Linked DNA regions of Mus musculus: region 1 is linked to region 2. The links are chromatin contacts, called in public HiChIP or PLAC-seq maps. All regions are on one chromosome and are shown on one strand. Each heading gives the region's core, a stretch centred on a gene start, on an enhancer-like site or on the middle of the called end of the contact. The rest is flanking DNA. Distances are from core to core; before and after follow the strand shown.

Region 1 (3,444 bases), core at 119-2,618, 1.2 Mb after region 2:
GAAGAAACAAATAACAAAAAGGGCCAGCCTCACAAAGTTTATTTCTTGATATCAAAATGATATTGTTGTTATCGTTTTATGACTTTCATTTAAGACACTGAGCACAAAGCAAAGTCAGGGACAAGACTTTTTAAAACTGCTCCCTCTAAGAGCCCTCTGGGCTTCAGACACTGACCTAATTCTCTCTTCATGTGAGCCCTCTCAAATCACTCAGTCCATCCCCAAGCGATCAGAACAGTCGTGGCTGTGCAGAATCTTGCTACAAAACGGTCCCAATTCTTCATCTGATTTCTCCAGCTTTTTTTTTTCTTTATGCCCCACACTCCCTTGGCCTTTGGGGCCTGACCTCCTGTTTTCAGACCTCTCCATCAATGGAGAGACTACCTATCATTGTTTCTACGGGACTCCCGCATCCTCCCTCCGCCCAGCTAGTTTTCGTCGCACAAATGTCATTTCTGGCGTCTGAGCCACCATTCCTCCCAGGGAGCAGCAGTGGGGCGTTCGGGACCCCGATGACCGGCTTCCCTGATCCGGCCCTCGGCACACAGCCATTTTCTAGTTAAAAACGCTCTCGGCGTTGCAGAGGGGACAGGAACTTTGCCCTCTCCTCCTTTCTGCAGAGCTGGGTTCTCTGCACCCCGGGAGACGCTGGCCAGGTCTCTGAGTCTCCCGCAAGAGCGCGCCGCCCGGCAGGCAGGCCGGCCCCAGGGCAAGGGGGCGTGCGCTACCGGTCGCCCGCGCCCACCCGCACTTTGCCCTCCGCAGTCTCCGCCCGGGCACAGCCCTGCGACCCGGTGTCCTCGCCCGGCCCTGCCGAACCCCAGCTCTGGGTGGGAGTGAGGGAGTAATGGGAGTGACGGAGCGAGCCCGCAGCCAGAGCGCCGGCCCTGCAGCGCGGGCGCGGGGCGAGCGGGACTCCGCAGCGGACGCCTGCTGCAGATGCGACGGCAGCTGCTGCAGCTGGGGCTGCGGCTGGGCGACCGGCGGTGACCGCCAGAAACCGAGCAGCAGCCGCGAGGGCACAAGCAGCCAAGCTCGCCGGCTGCCCGGCACCCCCGGCGCACTCCGGGCCATCCCTCGGATCCCCGGGCTGAAGGCATGGAAGGAAGCGGGGCTCACCAGCGCTGCGCGGCGTTCGATCGGCTCCGGACCCGGCTCCCAGGTCTCGCAGTCCGCTGAGCACCCGGATCAGCTGCGGGCTGCAGCACGCGAGCTTCCTACTTAGAGCAGCACTGGCTCCGGCGACTGAGCATGCCCAGTGCGGCTCCGCGAGGCCCGCGCAGGGAGCAGCGGCAGCGAGATTCCACTTCTCCAGGCTTTGGCGGCGGCTGCGCGAGGAAAGGCTTGGAGGGGCCTGGCGGAGCCGGGCGAACCCAGCAAGGCGGGGCCGGGGGCGGAGGCCGCGGCGGAAGGGGGCGGGCCGCGCTCCCAGGGCGACCCCTGCAGGTGGAGGCGGCCGAGCTGCGGCACAGCAGGGAGGCAAGGGGCGCCAGGGTGACACCCAGAGGCTGGGGGTTGCGGGGCAGCCCGGGTATCCCCTCCAGGTGGCCTAGCGTCTGTCTGCACCAAAAGGCAGTTTGGGAAACTCTTCTCTCACGCGTCTGCGTTCCTGTAGAATGGAAAAATACCCCAAGATGAGAGCTGTCCACAGCCTTCCAGGCTAACTGAATGTTAAAAGGTGAAACTTTCTCCTGCCTTCTGCCTCCTTCATCCCCCATGGCTAGACATATGCCACACAGGAACATTCCTGCCCTGGAAAATCACAGCGAGATAACGCCATGCAAGAAATATGCCTGCGAACAAGGAAAAGCATTATCTACTTGCTACCTGTTCGTTAGGCATTAAGTGGATTTACTGCAGGCACCTGGAAGTCCTTGATTTGTTTCTCCATCAAGCCAAGGGGTGTTAAACTGATGCCTAAGTCAGACTCATCTGGGAAGGTTGCTGAAGCAGCATGCTAGGCGCGTTTCCAGGGGTTGGATGAGTCGTTGTGCCGTGCTGCACAAGCGCCTGTAAGTATCAAATCCCAGGTACTGATGCGGTTGCCATCCGAGGACTAGTCATGGGGACTCTGCTATACACAGACCATGCTACCTACCATCTCCTCTAGAAAGGTAATTCTGAAAATAATTATAACTACTAAGTAATGGCTCTTTGACAACGCACTCCTCAATCAGATAATAAACTCAGACTCATCCTCCCTACAGTGAAGATGGGCATTATTCCTTTTTTTCTTCACACAGCATGAGTTTATTGAGGTTCCACAAGATCCCCTTACTAAGACCTGTAAGCAAATCGCAGCCCCTGCCTTCATGTTTACAGCCCAGCAGTAACTGACGTCCATTGAATAGTTTCTATGAAATGCCATTTCTGCCATCTCCATACACAAGGTGTTGACATGTAAAAGTGTTGGGTTATCAGGAATGGAGAGAACGCCGTGTGTTGGTGGTCTCTTGTAATCTATAGCCTCTTCTATAATCAATATTTCCCTCAGACTCCGCGGAAGGCCAATAGTACTGCTACAGAAAAATCTCCATAAATCTATGCAGGTTCACTCTTGGAACTGAACCTCTGCATCCCAAGACTGGCCCAACGAATCCTGCGAACCATGAAGAGTCAAAAACCAGGGTTCAAATGCCAACTTGGGAAAAGCAAACTGTAGAGGGCCTTGAGACACAGGCTACTGTGTCCTTCAAGCCCAGACAGAGGAGGAAATGAACCCAAGCCCACCCTGCGAATCCTTCATCGCGGCGATCTCAGCAGGCTACCACACCAACTTGCACCTTGATCTCCCAGCCCGCCAACGTCCAGAGCCTACCCTACCACCCGATTCTCCCGGGCTCCCGGGTCGAACCGCGCCTGCCCCCTCCAGGCGGTCTACTCGGACGCGCAGGAAAACCCGCGCTGGAGTCAGCCGCGGCGGCGGGGCGGGGCGCGCAGGCGCGGTGGGCTCCAGGTTGGGCGGAGGAGGCGCCCTGCTCCACACCTGATGCAATCACCCTTCCGGAAACCGGCAGGGTCTCCAGGATCACCGCGGAAACGCTTCCTTGCCTGCTCCCGCCTCTGCGTCCCAGCCCGGTCGCCTGCTTCCTAGGCTCATTCCCTTGGCGGCCTGCGGGAGGAGTCGGGAAGTCACCTCCTTGCCAGCTGAATACTTAGATGTCCCGATTGTGAGGGGCCGGCTACAGAGCATCCTGCAGTTGTTGGAGGAAACTCCCTCGGTTATTTCCAGGGAGGACTGACGGGACTGGAACACTGGTTTTGAACTCTTCTTTGCTTCCTTCCTGCATCCTATCCATAATTTCTTCTCTGTTCCTGAAAGGGACGGTTTAAGGTGGAATGGATTGCCAGGTTCCCTGGCTAGCTAAGTATGTAACCGCGCCTTAGCTGGGCTGGAGAATGCCTGGCACCACACACTCAAGTTATAAATAAGTAATTGGCTTC
Region 2 (3,320 bases), core at 798-3,297:
CAGTCTTCACCACACCCGAACACCAAGGCTCCATCCAGACCCAAGGACAAAGAACTGTAGCAAGTTCCCATCATCCCTCAAGGCCCACACACACCTGTCCTCATCCGAACCCTGCGGATGTATTTTTCACCCAAGAAATTTCGGATTTCAACCAAAGAGCCATTCTCCTGGATGACGACGTTGATGGGGAAGTGAGCGTACACAGACCGCATCTTGTATCGGAAGCCCTGCATCAAACAAGCAACTGTGAGCCATCCTGAACAAACTCAAAGTTTTCGGTTCAGCTGGCCTAGATTTTGAGATTCCTCTTCTTCAGTTTCCCCAGGCTGAATTTAGAGTCAGCTCTAAATGCCCTAAGGTGCTTTTGTCATGTCGTGGAAATTTAACACACGCACTCTACCCACCATATGCAAGTTGCAACATCTTCCCAAAGCTCCAGGAGGAAGCTTTCTTTTACTATCTCATCCTTTGAGGGCATAAGATCCTCATTTTTGGCATTAGGCATCTGTGGAGTTACTACAGACACCACCAGATAATAAGTGACTCCAGACTAAACAAAAGGCCCAGTCCTCCCCAGGAGCAACAGGGTAACACGATCCAATAGGTATACAAAGTACAGCTTGTGTTTATAAAACAACACCTCTTCAGCATTAACTGTTTTGGGAGAAAGGATCTAGAACAGTAACTTCAGAGATGCACAAGTCAGATCTTTTTGTTTGTTTTTTTGAGACAGAGTATAACTCTGGCTGTCTTTTCTATCCATTGAGTCCCAAACATACCAGCCAGCAATCTCCACTATATGTATCTACCAACAAACAAAACCCCTGAAACAGAAGTAAAGGAGCCTGCCCAGCAAATTCCTGGGTCTGATCTGTGCTAACCCACCCCCAATATCTGAAAGTGCCTCCTTTGTAGAAGTACAGTCCATCCTGGCCCTAGACATTTATACACACCCAAGGAACCTCTTCCAAAGGGTTAAAGGGCAGAGTGGAGGGCTGACTTACCAGCGTGACACCCTTGATCATGTTCTGAACATGACTGCAGATGGTCCTGACGGTGGCCAGTTCCTTTCTGTTACCCCACCATTTGTCAACCCGGAGCTGAAACACAACAACTTTAGAATTAAAACACAGCACTTTTAGCTGGCGAGTACTAGCACGCAAAGCCATGTACAAATGCACCGTATGTCACACGCACAGGACACCAGAGGGACGACACACACACACCCAAGTTCACTCATAAAAGAACTGAGTCCGAGTAACCCACTCGGCCACGCATGGGGTGGGGGATTAACATCGGTTACCGGGTTTTGTTACAAGCAAGCACCCGAAGCATCGGAAGACACAAGTTCTTACCCTTTTCTTCTTCTTCCCAAGAAGACTCAGCTCCACGTTGATGTGATTGAAGTCCCTCCGCAGAGTCCCCCTGGGGCCCTTCACAATGACTGTGCGCCCCTTCAGAGTGATTTCGACTAAACGAGAAAGTGAACTGGTGAGACCATAGGCCGGGGTTTAGAGCATGCAGGAAAGCCGTCAGCGGCCGGCGGGGAGCCATCTACTCACCATTCTCTGGAATGTCCACAGTCTGATTGCTGAGAATGGTCTTCATCCTGAAACACAGACACCCGGGTGAGACGGCTGGGGCGGGGGACGCTCTACACCCGAGACCCGGCAGCGTTCCGCTCCCAACGGGAATCGCCAGCTACGAAAGCCGGCAACAAGGACCCAGGTGTGTCCGGGACAAGGACTGGACCGGGGGCCCCGGAGAAGAGTAAGGAAGCCCGGCTCGGTGCGCCATGGCGGAAGGGCTACGACCGAGATGGGCCTGAAAGCCCGAACGCCACTTCCAGCTCGCGCCACCAAGTCCCAAGGACGCACGTCGTGCTGGGGGACAGTCGGGACAAAGCCTTGGGGCATCGGCTCCATGCCGCCGGGGTCCCCAAACAGAGGATGGGTTCAGATTCCCGGGGCACCCGGTCCCTAAGCTCCTCACCTCGCAGTAGATGGGGCAAAGAGAGAACGTCTTTCGTCATCACGTTCTTGTAATCCGTCAGGGCCCTGCGTGTCGCGTCACGACCCGAGCGACGGCTTTAAGGCGGAACTACTCGATTGCCGAGCTAGTCGAGTCGCGCCGGTCGGCGACGACGTATCGCGTCATGACTCAAGCGACGAGTTGTTGGACGCGTCCGGTGCCGGGGGTGCTGTTCCCTCGATCCCTTGACACTCCTGAGACCTAAAAGAGGGGGATGGCTCTACGCTGCTGGGATACAGCTCGCAGCCTGGGGTCCCGGGTGAGCGGCGGGAACGCCATTGCTTATCCTAAGTTCAAAACTAGGGAAATTGTTCCAGATATCCTTTTTTTAAAAGCCCCGACAGCTGTGGCATATCTTAATTATTGCAAACTTGTTGACAACATATTTTAGTACCTGTTTTAGGAATAGAAGACATGAAAACGTGGCATGTTAAGTCACCCACTAAGGTTTTCTAACCTATATTTAGCGGTTAACTTTGATCTGCGTCCCACTTTTTTCCCCCATTTGTCATGGCTGAGCGTGCATCAGGGTCTCTGTAATCTAGGCTGGCCTGAAACTAAATTCTTAGACCAAAGACGACTCCTCACTCTGCCTCCTCTGAGAGCTGCATTACGTGTTTGAGCCGCCGTGACTTACGGTTCTTTCACCTTGAGTCTTTTTCAGGTTCTGATCTACGTAGTTTGAGCTCTTAAATCGTTTTACATAATTTCTGAATCAATTTCTTTAGCTTTGGTATTATAATGGGTTAAAACTAAATTATTTCAGAGTCTACTGAGTGAATGTTGTACTGAACCCTTTTTGTAGATATTTGGAAGATATGCGTTCACGGTTAGAGCATTAAGTTCTTTGCCAGATAAGAAAAAGGAATTTTTGCATAATGGACCAGACCTTCAAGATTTTGTATCTGGTGATCTTGCAGACAAGAGTACATGGGATGAATATAAAGGAAACTTAAAGCGCCAGAAAGGAGAAAGGTAATTGAACATTAGATTCCACTTTGACTTTGTGCATTGTTTGGTTTTGTTTGTTTGTTTGTTTGTTTTGGTTTTGATTTTTTGAGACAGGGTTTCTCTGTGTAGCCCTGGCTGTCCTGGAACTCACTCTGTAGACCAGGCTGGCCTCGAACTCAGAAATCCACCTGCCTCTGCCTCCCAAGTGCTGGGATTAAAGATGCACTGCCTGGCATTGTGCTTTTTTTTTTTTTTTTTTTTTTTTTTTTTTCTTTTTTAATCAAGCCTTGTAGGTTTTTCTGTACCCTTTGGCCATTTCTTCATCCTTTCCAAAATGA

Evidence for each region. HiChIP or PLAC-seq counts read pairs in DNA pulled down with a chosen protein or histone mark.
Region 1: a contact with region 2 is called in an H3K27ac HiChIP or PLAC-seq map of microglia, with 7 times the contacts expected there. The contact joins the promoter of Apbb2 here to the promoter of Rpl9 in region 2. A contact is called at or near these places in 2 of 115 datasets of contacts at active chromatin or transcription factors (microglia and pancreatic cancer cells).

What each region holds. Positions count from the first base shown.
Region 1 is chr5:66,617,449-66,620,892 of GRCm38.p6, forward strand. It overlaps Apbb2 (amyloid beta (A4) precursor protein-binding, family B, member 2), which reads right to left and starts at 1,369. Exons shown (of 17, transcript NM_001201413.1): 1 at 1,120-1,369.
Region 2 is chr5:65,389,384-65,392,703 of GRCm38.p6, forward strand. It overlaps Rpl9 (ribosomal protein L9), which reads right to left and starts at 2,048. Exons shown (of 8, transcript NM_011292.2): 1 at 1,993-2,048; 2 at 1,563-1,609; 3 at 1,356-1,471; 4 at 1,005-1,100; 5 at 95-227. The coding sequence starts at 1,608. It overlaps Lias (lipoic acid synthetase), which reads left to right and starts at 2,114. Exons shown (of 11, transcript NM_024471.5): 1 at 2,114-2,290; 2 at 2,837-3,006. The coding sequence starts at 2,246.